4 separate regions of the Mus musculus genome follow, and all the other regions are linked to region 1. The links are chromatin contacts, called in public promoter capture Hi-C maps. All regions are on one chromosome and are shown on one strand. Each heading gives the region's core, a stretch centred on a gene start, on an enhancer-like site or on the middle of the called end of the contact. The rest is flanking DNA. Distances are from core to core; before and after follow the strand shown. Region 1 holds the start of Ccser2 (coiled-coil serine rich 2). Region 2 holds the start of Prxl2a (peroxiredoxin like 2A). Region 3 holds the start of Tspan14 (tetraspanin 14). Region 4 holds the start of Sh2d4b (SH2 domain containing 4B).

Region 1 (3,661 bases), core at 596-3,095:
ATGCTCTAGCGGGGATGCAAGATGTTTACTAGGAAGACAATTCTGGACCCAGGAAACAAAGGAAGATGCCATCGTCTGTGAACTGCAAACAGTCCCATGGAGAGGACATGTGTAACTGTAGACGAAACGAGAACGCAGACAAGCACCAGAAACTGGAAAAGACTGAAGGAATTCTAACCATGAAATTAAAATTCTCTTCTTCACCCACAATAGTAAAAGCAATATGGCAACAAGCAAAAAGATTCTACCTGAGGGAAGGTAGAATAAAAAAGTTCCTGCGCGAAGGGCGGCTTCTGGCTTTCTTGTTATGACGTATTAAAGAAACAGAACAAATTACAGGTTAAGGGTTGTTAAGTATTTTTAACCTAGAGACTGAGGTCAGTGTTGCTGAGAACAAGGAAGAAAACCACCATATAAGAGAAGAGCAATGCACTCTAACAAATTAAGAGAGACAAACATTAATAAAGTCTGGAAAGAAGACTGACTTCATCCAATGCAAACCCTTCATCAACGTTTACATCCCTTACCAATTATACACTATACATTTTAACGCATACTTTATAGTTATCCTTTGCATTAAATTTGATTCCAGTTTTTTAATCTAAATGATGATACTTTAATCAACTGTCTAAATACATATGTCTCACTAATACTTAATGTTCTTGACCCCCCCAAAAAAAATGCTTTTTCAAACGGCTACTCTGAAAAAAAAAAAAAAAGGTAAATGCTTATTCTCATTCATAACCGTCCTCCCCCAGCTTGGGTTTTTTGAGACAAGGTCCAGGTAGTTTTTGCTATTCTGAAGCTTGCTATGTAGACTAGGTTAGCCTGGAACTCACAGAAATCCACCTGCCTCTGCGTCCTGAATGCCAGGATAAAGGCGTGAACCACCTGGTTTTTCTCTCTCCTTAAGTGAAACAGGGCATTCCAATCTTGAACGGCGAAGAGTCTGTGCACTAGTCATTTCCATGGCTAAGGCCTATTTTATGATCAGCAAACCTAATTGGCTAGGTAGCCAGCAAAGATGAATTTGCAATTATTGAAATTCAAAATCAGGCTTTACGAGCAACGACCACCTCAAATGGATTGCCCCCTCCCTTTACTTTGTCAAGAAAGTAGGTACATTTTTAAAAAAAATGTATAAAAATAGACGTCCAAAAGAGGGAGAGGAGGGGCGTAAAGCACCTGAACCTACAGACGCCCCGTAATCCACCAAAGTTCTCAAGACGTGTTTTAGGGCGTGTCTTTGTTTTGACTCAGTGATTTAAAAAAAAAAAAAAAAAAAAAATCCCACTCATTCCGGGCTCTCAGGTACTTTCCCTCACCAACGCGAGCATCCAGGCTTTGAAATCCCAGGGCATCTCTGCCTCGCCCTGATTTCCCGGTGCAGGAAGGCTGCAGCCCGGGCATCCCGCGGCCCCTTCCCGTCACAGCACCACCGAGCAGGGGCATCCGGCCTGCCCGCTGCACAGCAGGCGGCTCGGGAGAGGGGGCGGGGGCTCCGAGGGTCGTCCCAGAGCGCTGCTGGCCAAGGACACCCGGCCCTCCGTCCGCCCGCGCTGCGCCCCGGAGCCAGGCAGCCTCGGGCGCCCCGAGACCCCGGCCCTGACCCCCGACTCTCACCGTGCGGAGGTCGCGTTGCCTCCTCGGCCGCGGCCCGGCTGCCGGTCGCCCAGCGACCTGCCCGCCCGAGGATGGGAGAGAGGCGAGAGGCAGTTCCGTCACATCCCGGTCTGTCCAGCCGCCTGCCCCGCAGCAGCCAGCATCGCCTCCTCGGCCTGCGGGAGCGCCGGACTTCACCGACGCCGCGCCCCCTCCCTAGGCCGGCACCCTCCTGGACTCCGCCCTCCAGGGCCCTCGCACTACGCGTGCGCGGCCCCGCCTCCCGGTCTGTCCTTGCGCAGGCGCGAGTCTCACTGGACTAGACCCCGCCTCCGGGCCCGCCCCAACCTCGCGCCAGCCGTTCGCAGGCTCCGCCCTGATCCACTGACCTTGCCTTTTTACCCCCTGACTCAGGTCTTTTCCTGGCTTGAACCTTTCACTCCGGTCTCTTGGCTGGATTCAAATGTGCAGCTTGACCACAACCAAACCTGTCAGCTCCGGCTCCAGTCTGACAGGAGTGATCTGAACACTGGAGCAAGCATGACTTCCCCACTTTACGTCTTGTTTTGGCCTGACTGTGGCTGGCTATGCCTCAGCCGTGCATACTGAATCTGAGCGGAGATTGCGATAAAACACTGAGAGCTGAGAATTGGAGCTATTTTATGAGGCTGTGGATCCCAATCCCATTCCAAATGCCATCTCTCCCTCCTTCCTAGATGGTCAGACAAGTCGTTGAGAGTCACCATCATGAAAGCCTTCAGTATCTGGCTGTCTATTAAAAGCATTGACGGTGATATTTATCTGACCCTAGACTGCCTAGTCTCCTCACTAGCCCTAACAGCTCAACTGAAATTAATAATATTGAAAGAGAACTTGGAAAGTCTCCACCTGTCCTCCAGACCACTAACATAACCACTGTGGTAGGGGAGGAGACACTAGCGCCCCTCAGGCCATCAGACTGTTGAAACATTATACTCCAAATAATGTTTTAAATTTTAGGTATTTTCATCCTGGAGAAATGGAAACAACACTGAAGGCCTAGCGCTATCCAGAGAAGGAGCTTGCCTCCCAGGATTCGTAGCTCTGACAACTTCTCAGACCACTTTGCAAGATAGACCGGAGTGAGCCGAAACAGTGCTAGGTCAGTCCTATCACACCTTAACCAGGCAGGAGTGCTCAATTTACAACTATCTCTAGCTCTCTATATAGACTTAAACCTCTGGTCAGTACTCCTGACGGTGGACTTGGTGATAACTGTACCCTTTTGCTTCCTCCAATTCCCTATGTGGCCATAATGAGTAAATTTCCTTTTTACCTGTTTCATTATTACTTGTCTCTTTAATTGGTCAATAGAATAATGATAGGGAGACTTAATTTTGTGGATGATAATGTGTATCTTTAAAGTGCTGGAAAAGACTAGGGCTTCATGCAGTATGTTTCTTTTTAGATTAAGTAAATCATTAAGAGAGCAAACACCAGTTCCAGACCTCAGATTCAAACACAACACTCATGCGATGAGGTTGCTAAATATGCTTTGGACTTTACGCTACAATCTAAATTGAGAGATGGAAAAGAAGTGGCTCTCCACAGCTTGTCCTTGGGAGCTAGGCAAGATGCAACTGTTCCAATAGGCTCTATAAAGAATCTGGGAGGGGGCAGGGTGATCTTTCCATTCCCCAAACCAGGAAGAGCTTTGCTTCTCAGAACTGCTTGGCTGTTGTCTTGTGACTCCCTGAATATTTGAGGTAAGTATGTGTTTTCTTTGGCAGTTTGACGTGCTAGGTCACCACTTCCCTTTCTTCTGCAAAGGTAGAAGCCTTACAGAGTGCCTGATGCATATGAATTTTTCAGGCTTCATCAAATTTTCTGTGTTCCCATTTTGTCTTTGTCCCAATTTTCTCACTTCCTTGGTTGGCACCTTGCTTCTATTTCTATTAGGCAAATCTTCCAGTGTATGCCCACAGGATTTTAATTTCCCGGATGACTGTGACAACACCGCGAGATCAATGTACTGAAAGATTATTTTTATGGCTTACATTTCCTGAAAGATGGGGTGCCA
Region 2 (3,661 bases), core at 689-3,188, 4.0 Mb after region 1:
CAGGGTTCAGATGAACTCACTCACTGTCCTAGGAAGGTAAAACAGACAACAACAACAACAACAAAAAAGAATAGAACAATTTCTCCAGCAGTGTTACTGCAAGTCAGCTTTCTGGGTGAAAGTTCCAGGCCCGGGGGAGTCCTGCCTTACGTCCACATTCTCCACAGCACATACTCTGAGTTAACTCTTTGGCTCTCCCACAACTGCTCCTGGTAGTGCCAAAGGCAAAGGTTACTGCTCAACTTCAATCTGCCTTGGCAAGGGCCAAAGAGCTCATGGGTGAGGCTGGCTTCTTCCACAGCAACGCTGGACAGGTCCTGCCACATTAAGACTCTGTCCAAGCAGACTCTGAGCTTAGCATTTCAAAGAAGCAGATAGCCAACTAGCAGGAGAGTTGCTTTTAATCTGGGATACTAATGAAATCGTATGCACCTTAAAATTCCAGACCTCACCAAACAAACCTTCTGGTGCCACACAAGCTTGAAATGATCATTGCAATCCCAGCAATCAGGAGGCAGAGACAGGGGGACTGCAAATTCAAAGAAAGCCTCCGGGAAATTCAAAGCTACCCTGAACTACATAAGGCCCACCCCCTCAAGAAGAAAAGGGGAAAGAGGTGGGGTAGAGTGCTTTGTACCCCTTCAGGGACAACACAAAGGGTCTCAGGTAAATGCCATCCCTTATAAGGAAGGACACCAAGGAAAGGTCGGACGAGAAGAACCAAGTTGCATGAGCCTGGACCAGCCATGTTTCACATTAGCAAAATGGGAACAATTTCCTAATCACCTTCTACAGAGATGAATCACTGAAGATGCTATAAGCTCTTTGCAAAGACTGCCAGAGATGTTAAATTCTTACTTATTTCTGGATTACTCATTGATCACCCCAAATATTTGAAACAAAGGATTTTCTGATGAGTATCTTGTGAGGACCCAGATTCTATTAGCAGGGCTCCATGACAAGCAGGAGGATTTCTGGGTTTGGGGCCAGCCTGGTCTACAGAATGAGTTCCAGGATAGCCAGAGGTACACAGAGAAACCCTGTCTCGAAACAAAACATCCAATGAGTATTTTCTTTTCACATAAATCATTTACCAAGTTCCAAGACAAGAAATGTTGAAGTAAAAATAAAACCAAAAATCTAGGTAACAGGGCTGTGAAAACATTGGAGGCACGGTGGCAGCGAGACTCGGATTGTCACCTTCCCATGCAAACCCTGCCAGGTTGGACCTTAACTTTGCTCTCCCTTGGGCCATTTTCACCAACTCCAACAACCTAACAATTCGGAGGATGGGCTGTCCTGGAGCTCTGATTATCTCATTACCACACCTCAGCAGCGGTTTGAAATTTACAACGGAGCTTTCTAAGGCAAAGGTTTGTAACCCTTAGAAGAGAAGGAGGAGCAGGTATCTCAGAGACTTCCTCACAGGACACCCCAATACCGAAACTGGATAGCCACGGCCACCCCTGGCAGCCTTCAGCCTAGCCCATGTTGGGTGGATGCCCCTTCCTGAGAGGTGGGCAAACGTTTTTGTTTTTTTTTTTTTTTCCTTCAGTTCTCTGTCCCAACAATTCAAACATCTGGGTGGGCAAGAGTTTTTCTGTCCTCTGTCCCAACGATTCAGACTGCTGGGTGCCGCCAGCGCCATTCCGGGACAGGGGTCTCTGGGCCCCAAGCGTGGAGTCTGTCCTGATCGCTGTGGTGGGCTGAGGGCACATCGGAGAGCGGTACCTGGAGAGGATCGGGTCACATCCTCTATCCAGCATCTAGTCTCCGCGGTCCCTGGCCTGCCTCGATCCTCACCTGCGCCCCAAGGACCCCGCCTCCGTGGACCTCACTGGCCCCTGAGCTGCGCCAGCGGACGCAGGTGCCTCCTCGGTTGTAGTGCAGTTTTGAGGGCGGGTGAGACTAAGGTCTCCCCGCGCCTGCGCAGCTCAGCGCCTACGCCACCACGCCACTTTCACGTGACAGACACGCCCCCGCAGCTCCAGACTGGGGACTGGGTAGAACTGGGTCGCCTTCGGGCACTTCTTTGCTCGCTGATTTCCACGGAGCTAGTTTGGAACTAGCGTGGCTTTGTGGGGTAGATGTCCCAGCGTCCATCTTCACCCCCAAATGCTGGTTATTAGAATGAAGAAAACCAGCTGAGAACTGGCTCTAAGGATAATACCAGCTCCTCTAGCTTCTTTGAGCAACCCTGTGACAGGCTTGTCTTAATACTCTAACGTGGTTGGTTGCTTAATGTAGCTCAGACTGGTCTGGAATTGTTCATCCTCCTGCCACAGTTCCCCAGGGGCTGGGATCACAGGCGTGCACCGCCATGCCTGGCTTTTACCCATTTTTCTCACTCCTGTAATAAGTGTTCATTACTGTCGTATCAAAGCTGTAGTCAAAAGAAACAGGATTAACTCACAGAATAGTTAAAGGTGGGGGAGTGGGAGACAGTCAGAAAGAGATCACAGAGCAGTTTGCAAAGAAGTATTACAGCAGCCAGACAGGCACGCTGGTCAGAAGTGGTCATCTGTCCTGTGTGCATTGGGGGTATCCACCTGTGTGGGACTTGACACCTGGCCAGAGGACTAGGCTGTCCTAGTACATCTTTACCTTCCCCTCATGTTTCTCACTGTAAGAAGCAAGACTCTTGCTATGTAATAACAAATTCAAGAGACTAAGGAGGGTAAGACAGTTTTTATTTTACTATCTTGTAGAACTGTGTGTTACCCTAGACAAAAAGTTAAAAGGGGGTGGGGTGGGGGATGGGGATGGAGACCCCGCCCTGCTTTCCTGTTATGTAGGTAGTCAGGAGCTGCCCTAATTAGGGTTATTATTGTTATGATGAAATACCACGAGCAAAAACCAATTGGAGAGGAAAGGGCTTATTTGGCTTACACTTCCACATCATAGCCCATCTCTGAAGGAAGTAGGGTAGGAACTCAAACAGGGCAGAAACCTGGCAACAGAGCTGATAAACAGACTGTGGAAGGGTGCTGCTTGGTGGCTTGCCTACATTCTGATTTTATGAAGGCGTTTTCTCAGTCCCTCCTCTCCAGACTCCAGCTTGTGTCAGGTTGACATAAAATTAGCTATTCCAGCAGTCAACTAACTTTCCACCCTATGGTAAACAGAGACAAATACGCGTTATCTGACAGCTGGGAAAGAGCAGAGTCCTTGTGCCTCCTGATAGATCGGAATGATGTACTTCTGATACTCAGAACCTGGAGCTAGGCTGGTAGGCAGCAAGCTGCAGGGAGCCTTCTATTTCTGCCCACCAAGGCCCTGAGATTCCAAGCCTGTACTCTTGCAATCAGTCTGGATTTTTACTGATACCAAGGGTTTGAAATCAGTGCTTTTACCTGCTGAGCCATATCCCAAACCCAGGAGATGGTCGGTCATCTCTGAGCAGTGTTCCCCCAACCCTGTTCACCTGGGAAACACCTAGTATCCAAAGGCTTTCCAGATCTTCCTCCAACCTCACATTCCATATAAATATATGGCAGGATTCAACTCAGAGAGTCTGTTGAGGGAGCTTTCCTGAGCCATAGTATATGCATCTTTGTTTCCCTGCTGGGATCCCAGAGCCTGGTCCTGGAATAGCACCCAGATATACTGGGGAGGTTCATGAAAGAGAAAAGGTCTAAGCTGAGAGTGGTCATTAGCCTGA
Region 3 (3,661 bases), core at 869-3,368, 4.0 Mb after region 1:
ACCATTATGCCATGTAATTTATGAACAAACAAACATGTACATGTATGTTTGCTCATAAATTCACTGGGTTTTAAGCCAGCAAGGGGCTTTCAAGACTGGCATACTGGCATTTCTAGGCACTGTAAAAATTAACTGTGTTTAACTCTTTAGTTAAAGTTAAACAAGGTCTAACCCCTAGGCACATGGTGGCCTAGGATAAGGCCCTCAGAAGTGGTTTGAGAAGCCAAGGTTTCCCTGCACCCTGGCCTCTTTGTAACTTCACCTCATTTCTATAACCTGCAGGGCAAGCTCCTCCCCCACCCACACAAGGCATGAGTTTCATCTTCCATTGCAAACATGTGACAAGAAGCCCTCACCTGTCCTGAGAAATGAGCTGGCACAGCTGTCCTAAGAGACATCTTAGGAGAATCTGCCCATGGCAGCCAACCCTTCCCTCTCAGCAGCTTTTTTTGGGGACAGCCACAAACCTCTGGAGGAGCAGTGGCTAAGAATGTTTGACTAAATGAAGCAACTAAGCCTAGATCAAGTGCATATCAATAACTACCACTGAGCACCTACTGTAGGCCCAGCACACAAGGCTTGCAGATGTGAGCCCAGAAAGTATGGGCTGTAGCCCAGAGCACCCCAGTCTCTGAAACACATTAGGTGATCCAAGAAGGAGACCCAGAAATGCAGAAAGGGATGCTATCAAGCCAGTCATCAACTAAAGGTGTATAACAAACACACAGTAAGGGTAAAATACATCTAGTGACATAGGTTTCCACCTCAAGAGACTGAGAAGAATCATGAATTCAAGGCAACCCTGGGTTACACAAGACCCTGACACCAAAAAAAAAAAAAAAAAAAAAAAAAAAAAAAGACTTGGGGACAGCTAAGGGAGGAGCCAGAGAGCAGAAGTCTGGGCTTCATTCTAAGGGTTTTAGGGCCCAGGAGGAGTTTTGAGAGAAAGGGTGTCTCCAGCAACCTCTGAGCTGTTAGAATGTGGGGCCCCAGATTTCCTTTCATAAATAAGGAAGCACTCAGCAGGCACCAACTTCTACTCAGAAGCCAAGGGGCTGTGTGGAAACTGTCCCTTGACAGCCACAACTGTGTAGGATTTGGCAGGCAACTGACCTAAATCCACCAGTCCGTTGGGGTGACCACCTAGAGAGCTGAGATCACACCTGCTACAGGCTCCAGCCCAGCGTCCTGCACACGCTGCCCAACACATCTCGATGTCCCAGAACACCAGTGTCCTGATACAGTCACCGTGGCTCTGCAACCAGCTCCGGGCAGGCACTGGCTGAAGACACTGAGTTCTGAGGATTCTGACTGCCTCTCACTGGAGACCAAGTTTCAGTCCTCCAGACAGGAGTTTCAGTGGTTCAGGGGCCGAAGTCCCCAAATGTGCACTCTGCCCACCCTCTGCACTGCACGCCCGGGAGGGAAGGGAATACAGGAGCTCCAACCTAGGCTGAGCCAGAATCACAACTTGGCCAAACCTCGGGCTAGGTCAGGGGTCGGGCTCTGCTCCCAAACACAGCCTTTAGCGACTAGCACCGAGAAGCCAGGATCGCCACCTCCTTAAACTCTTGCCGGACAGCGTGGGACCCCGCGACAGCGTGCACATTCAGGGTGGGTGGGGGCTGGGCGACCGTCCCCTCATCCGGGACCGGAGCTGAATAAAGAGCCTTCCGCTGGGTTCGCAGGTGAGGACCGACAGAGCCCAGGCAGCAGCCGGGAGCAGACACACCTTCCGGGTAGCCCGCCGCGCCTCCCACTCGATACAGCGCCCCAGTTCGGCTCAGCGGGGTCCCGGCCGCGGCCTCCAGAGCTCGCGGGCGGTCTCAGCAGACAAAGCCCGCGCCACCCGCGGGGCCGCCCCCGCCAGCCAAGGGAGTCCAGGGGCCGAGCAGGAACGCGGGGAGCAGCCGCTGTCCCGAGAGGACGCTCACGAGGGCCGGCCCGAGACAATAAAGACAGGCCCGACGCTTCAGCGAGGCCACGCGTTCTACTTACCCGGGCGCGGCAGCAGCGGCGGCAGCACGGCCCGGTTGGCCGAGGAAGTTAGAGCAAGTTCAGCAGCTCCGAGCGGGAGGGCGCGACTCGGGCCGTCCGAGCGGCGGGGGCGGGGCGCGGAGGGGCGGGGCCGCGGCGAAAAAAGAGGCGCCGCTTCCTCGCACCGCTCAGCCGCCCAGTGCGTCTGGCGCACCCAAGCCCCGCCCCCGCTCTTTGCTCCTCCCCATGCAGGAACCGCCCCATCTTTCGCTCCTCCCCCCCACCCAGGCCTGGCTCTCACCGCTCGCTCCGCCCCACTGTGCTATCAGCCCACATCCCACCGCTGATTGCCCCTCCCACATTGATCACCACGCCTTCTCTACGCCCCGCCTGTGTTCCGCCCCCGGGTCGCCGTGCTCCACCCCCTACCGTGCACCCCGCCCTACAAATGGTCATCCATAGGTAATGAGGCGGATCGCTGACCCGCCCCTTTGTCCGGCTCTGGGCGGTGCCCCAAACGGGATTTACCCGGTTCCGCCCTCTCTGTGGCTCCCGGACGCTGGCGAAGTCGATCGCTTGTGGCCGCAGAGTTGAGCGCTCGGCCAAGTTACGCCGCGCAAATGCTCCTCTGGTATTAGCTCTTAACCCGGCGGGAGCCGAGCCAGGGAGAAATGCGAGTTACAAGATGCCTGTGTCAAGGGATGCTCGAGGTGGCTGAGAGGTGGAAGAAGATTGGTGAAATGGCTGGTTTTAAGATGGAAGGCATTCCTGCCCAGCCTTGGGAGCCAGTGTGTGCGGGTAGTTTTCTAGAAACGGTGGTTGAGATTTCTTTACAGCTGAGCCGTAAACACTCGCTCCTTCCAGTCTCGGTGCTAAAAATACCAAGCTTCCTTTGGATGTCCTGCTGAGATTTGCTCATCACCTTTATGCTGAGGAGATGGCTGGGCTGATTCTTGGAAGTGGAAGGTCACAGGACAGGCAGATAGATTTACAGTGCTGTCCACACTGCTGTGATAAAAAGGCCGATCTCGTCCCAGCCTAGATCTGCTTGTCAATAGAGCAAAGCATAACCTTGTCCTGCTTGGTAAACTCGTGTAGATTTGCGGGAGCTGAGGGACAGATCTGCTCCTCTTGGGCTATACAAAAGTGGCATAAGACTGGGGCTATGTTTTTAACACACGCAGCCAACAGGTTAAGTTCATTGTAAAGAGAAAAAGAAAATCTGGAAATAGAATGTACCTTTCTGCTGCTAGTTGTGGTTATTTAACAATGGGGATGTAGCCTGTTTCTAGAATATGCCAGATAGCTCAAGGACCTCTCTGGCAAGGAAACCTGTCCATATTGTCACCTCTAACTAACCAAAATGCATGATTGGGTGTCTGATGTGTGGGCACCAGGTCTTGAATTATCCTGGGGAGTGCAGCAGCCTGAAACCTCTCCCTCCACATAGTTACTGTTTAGTAGAAAAGACAAATCATTTCAAGATGAAATCAATGCTGAGACAAGACAAAAGCCCAGGGATAAAGTGAGCATGTGGAAGGGAAAGGTGAGAGAGAGATTGATGTTGAAACTGAAAGCAAAGGAGTGAAGAGTTAGAAGAGGGGGTGGGGGGTAGGGGTGGCAGTTGGTCCAGAAAGTACAAGTGGAGAGCAGAGGTGCCAAGGCTTTGATAAGAGCCACGCTC
Region 4 (3,661 bases), core at 357-2,856, 3.9 Mb after region 1:
CCCACAGCATCCTCTCACATGAAGACGTGGGCTGTGGAGTACACTGTGGGCTGTGATATAGAGTAGAGACCTAAGCTGAGAATCAGAGTCTATATGCCAGGGAGGAAGGACCTAGTTATCTTCAATGTATTCTGACTAGAACTGCTATTGAGGGTGAAAGTATAACAAAGTAAAAACAGAATTCTAGGCCTTTAGGCCCAGGCTTGGGAATGTGGCCTTTGTAAAGGTATGCTAATCATAAAACAGATAGCGACATTCCTCCACCCACCCACTTCCTGGGTTCAAAGAGTGCTCATTCAAAGAAAGTCACCCTGACCATTACCAGAACCTGCAATGCAAATGTGCTATAGTTAGGGGCTCTTAGAAGCTGTCTTGAGAGTTAACAATTACCAGGTATTCCTTGTGACTCTTAACTGGTATCTTTGGTATCTTCCAACAACGCCCTCCCCACTTCCTTGAGTTGTGGTTTCTTCCTTTAAATACCCCCTTACCCAGCTACTCGGGCCGCCGTGGTCCTCTACCCCTGCGTGGTGTATGACTGTGGGCCGGAGAGCGCTCTTGAATAAAAATCCTCTTGCAGTTTGCAACAAGACCGTTTCTTGTGGGGGATTTTGGGGTGTCGCCTCTCCTGAGTCAGAACGTGGGAGAGTCCTCACTTTGTGGGTCTTTCAAGGGTAGAGAATATGCCCTTGGTCTGGGCATATACCTTACTAGTAGAGTACACAAAGCCTCAGACTCAATTCCCAGAATCAGAAAAAGAAAGAAGACAATGGTCTCTGTTATGCACCATGCAATTGTCAAGCATCAGATTCCACAGCGCCTTCTTTGAAGTGAGGAAGTCTACACTTCCCCAGCCCATCTGAGTCCTGCATAGTCCCTGCCACATTCTTCTATAATCCTGGTTGGAAACCCAAGCTAGTGGGACTAAAGGCCCCAGCACAAGGCTTCCAAATCCCCAGTCTTTATCACACTAGTGCCCATACGAAAGGAGAACCCAGCCTTGACTCGTTAACTTTCTCATTATTAGTTAAGATTTGGTGACCCGCCCCCCACCCCCACCCCCAAGCCACATACCTCTCTTGACCTTTGCGGGCCTCAGGCCCTCTGCCTGAGCCAGGGCATCCCACGCCTCCCGTTCCCTCCATCGCCGCAGCTGCTCCTCTCGCATCTTATAGAAGAGGATGTGCTTCTGCACATCGCTGAGCTCGGCCAACAGCTCCGGGTCGATGTACATGTCCTGCAGGATCTGCTGCAGCATGATGCTGTGGGGGACGCACACCGGAGTGCAGCCAGTCAGAACTCCAAGGCTACACAAGATCCCTGGGCCAGGCCAGCGCCTTGAGCCAATTCTGCCCTAGCTCCTCACTTTGGAGTCACTCCAGATGACCTCTCCTTGGACAGCATCTTTGTCCTGTCTCAGCTCCCAGCCAATGATGGATTCATATCGGCCAGGACAGCATTATTCACCCAAGCAGCAAGAACCAAGGGGCTCTGAGAGGTAGCAGAGGCAGAGAGCTGTCTAGTCCTGGCTTCCTATTAAGATCACTTATCATTAAATTACCACATTTCAGCAGTGTTGTGGCTTCACCTGGGGTTTCTACAACAATAAGGCTCCAAACATCTGCTCAGACCCAAATCCACCTGGGTCGGGAGGTGTCGAGTGATCTGTTAGTGGAAGGTAACAATGACACCAGCTGTATCAGTGACACTGGCCCGGCCAGCTGAGAACTGATCCCTCCCCTGCAGATAAGAGGGGGTGGGGAAGAAGTTGTTTGCCTACTAATTCCATGTCTTTTGAGCCAATGTCAGAGGCCTATGCAACTTTCAAAAGCTTCTGGGACCCCAGGTGCCACAACTGTATCTGCTTCACCATGAGCAACCTTCCTCATTTCAGGGCACCTGGAAGATAATGTTATTACTTCTTAAAGTGCCTTGGGGAGGAAATGCCTTCCCTCCTATCTGTTTTGGATTCAAACTGGCGAACAAAATGGAATCAGTAGAAGAAATGTAGGGGTTATTACCTTACCACAGTGCTCATGACCATAAAGATGACATCATTTCCTTTCCCTAGAGCAGACTTTTAAACTCTGCATGTGCTTAAAGACAGGCCTCCCCAGTGGGCCATTTGGGAGGTTGTTGTTGATATCTTTGTTGTCCAAGTCCTTGCTAGTCTGCTTTAATACAAATGTCCAGGCTTCTGCTTTGAGGTGGGTAGGAGCTGCTCTTGCTGAGACCCGAGGCTCCCTTTCTAATAAGCTTGCTTGCAGAGCTGTTCATAGGTGTCCTTTTATCCAGACAGGAAAGCCCAGGAAGGTAGTGCATGCCTCGGGCTATGCAGCCAGTAGGCTGCCGCAGCAGCGCTCCACCCAGATTTCAAATTTGACATCCTCTTCGTAGTTTAAAGCTGCAACCCTATCCGGAGAAAACAGGCAAGATCTGGCACTGTGAGCAGGTTGGATTGGTGGTATCAGTTTCTCCACTTCCCTAGGGATGGAAGAGGGATCCGGAAACCAAGAGAAATGGTAGAGACCCGGAGTCTGAATCTGTCTCTCTCTGCAAGACTGACACAAAAGTAAGCAGAACCAAGCGGAGTCTCTCCAGTTAAGCCCACAGGGTCAAAAACGAATGTGGCAGCCAGACACCCTCCTCTCAGGCCAGTCCCTTTTCCTCTCTCAAGCCGGTTTTGGTCGGCGTTTTATCCCAGGCAATAGGGAAGCAAATTGGGACACTGGTGAACCAAAGGCAGGAAGGACATCTAGCCTCTGTGTCCCCAGATTCTTAAAAGAACAGGATAGAAGGCAGAGAAAACACTATTAAAAGCAGAGGAATGGTTCCAGGCCTTTGAAAGCAGTGGCGTCCTGGGATTTGTAAACGAATAGGAGAAATTACTCCATTAGTGCTACTGAGGCTCTGTTTGCGGGGGAGGAGCGCTCCCTAGCAATCCCAGGTCAGTGGGGCAGGAGGCCAATTGATACCAAATACGTGAACCTGACCCAGCCACGGGCTGTGTCAGATTTCTGGAACACTAAGGGGGCGGTTCCGCCACTCTGGGCTCCTTGAGTGCTCTTATCCACGTGTTCCTGGAAGCTGCGTCTGGCTTGGCGCGCCCCCTGCCGACCGAACTGGACCACAACCCTAGCACTGCACGCCAGGTGCAGCCGGACTGGAACGCAGCAGCATCTTCAGACAGGTTATATTTTGGTTTTATTTTTCATTGGCCGAAGTGGTCCCTGTTGCAAACTGACGCCGTTTCTTGCCGGACAAGTCTGTTGTGCAAGTTTCTGGAAACCACCTGGATGTCCCTAAGCTGGGAAACATTATTCTTGTCACGAAGAACGATGATGACATCAGTTGTTTGGAGGAGGGGAAAACACCCAGGGCAGTAAGAGTGGAAAGGCAAAAAACGAGGGATATGTCCATAGTGTGATTTGTTTTAAAAATGTGTTTGGACCCCTGGGAAGTAGACTTGGGAGAGGGCAGAAATGATGAGAGAAATTATGTTTGATTATTTCTGTGTAAACAAAGAGAAGCATACAGAAAATTACACACATAATTGGTTTCTTCTTAGAAAATAGGGGATTGACTGCTATACAGTAAGTTAGATGGTCTTATATAACACATATGATTAAAGTCAAATGTATTTCAAATTCCTAAAATGTGC

What was found. Promoter capture Hi-C pulls out the DNA fragments that hold promoters and counts their contacts.
Region 2: a promoter capture Hi-C map of pre-B cells shows a contact between it and region 1. The contact joins the promoter of Prxl2a here to the promoter of Ccser2 in region 1. A contact is called at or near these places in 4 of 39 promoter capture datasets (cranial neural crest, liver, maxillary cranial neural crest and 1 more).
Region 3: a promoter capture Hi-C map of pre-B cells shows a contact between it and region 1. The contact joins the promoter of Tspan14 here to the promoter of Ccser2 in region 1. A contact is called at or near these places in 2 of 39 promoter capture datasets (cranial neural crest and pre-B cells) and 4 of 484 Hi-C or Micro-C datasets (the Ba/F3 cell line, the MNK3 cell line, natural killer cells and 1 more).
Region 4: a contact with region 1 is called in a promoter capture Hi-C map of cranial neural crest. The contact joins the promoter of Sh2d4b here to the promoter of Ccser2 in region 1. A contact is called at or near these places in 2 of 39 promoter capture datasets (cranial neural crest and pre-B cells).

Annotation. Positions count from the first base shown.
Region 1 is chr14:36,966,919-36,970,579 of GRCm38.p6, forward strand. Ccser2 (coiled-coil serine rich 2) reads right to left here and starts at 1,846. Exons shown (of 11, transcript NM_027045.1): 1 at 1,624-1,846.
Region 2 is chr14:41,011,895-41,015,555 of GRCm38.p6, forward strand. Prxl2a (peroxiredoxin like 2A) reads right to left here and starts at 1,939. Exons shown (of 6, transcript NM_027464.4): 1 at 1,804-1,939.
Region 3 is chr14:40,964,778-40,968,438 of GRCm38.p6, forward strand. Tspan14 (tetraspanin 14) reads right to left here and starts at 2,119. Exons shown (of 9, transcript NM_145928.2): 1 at 1,999-2,119.
Region 4 is chr14:40,891,708-40,895,368 of GRCm38.p6, forward strand. It overlaps Sh2d4b (SH2 domain containing 4B), which reads right to left and starts at 1,607. Exons shown (of 8, transcript NM_177816.4): 1 at 1,075-1,607. The coding sequence starts at 1,258.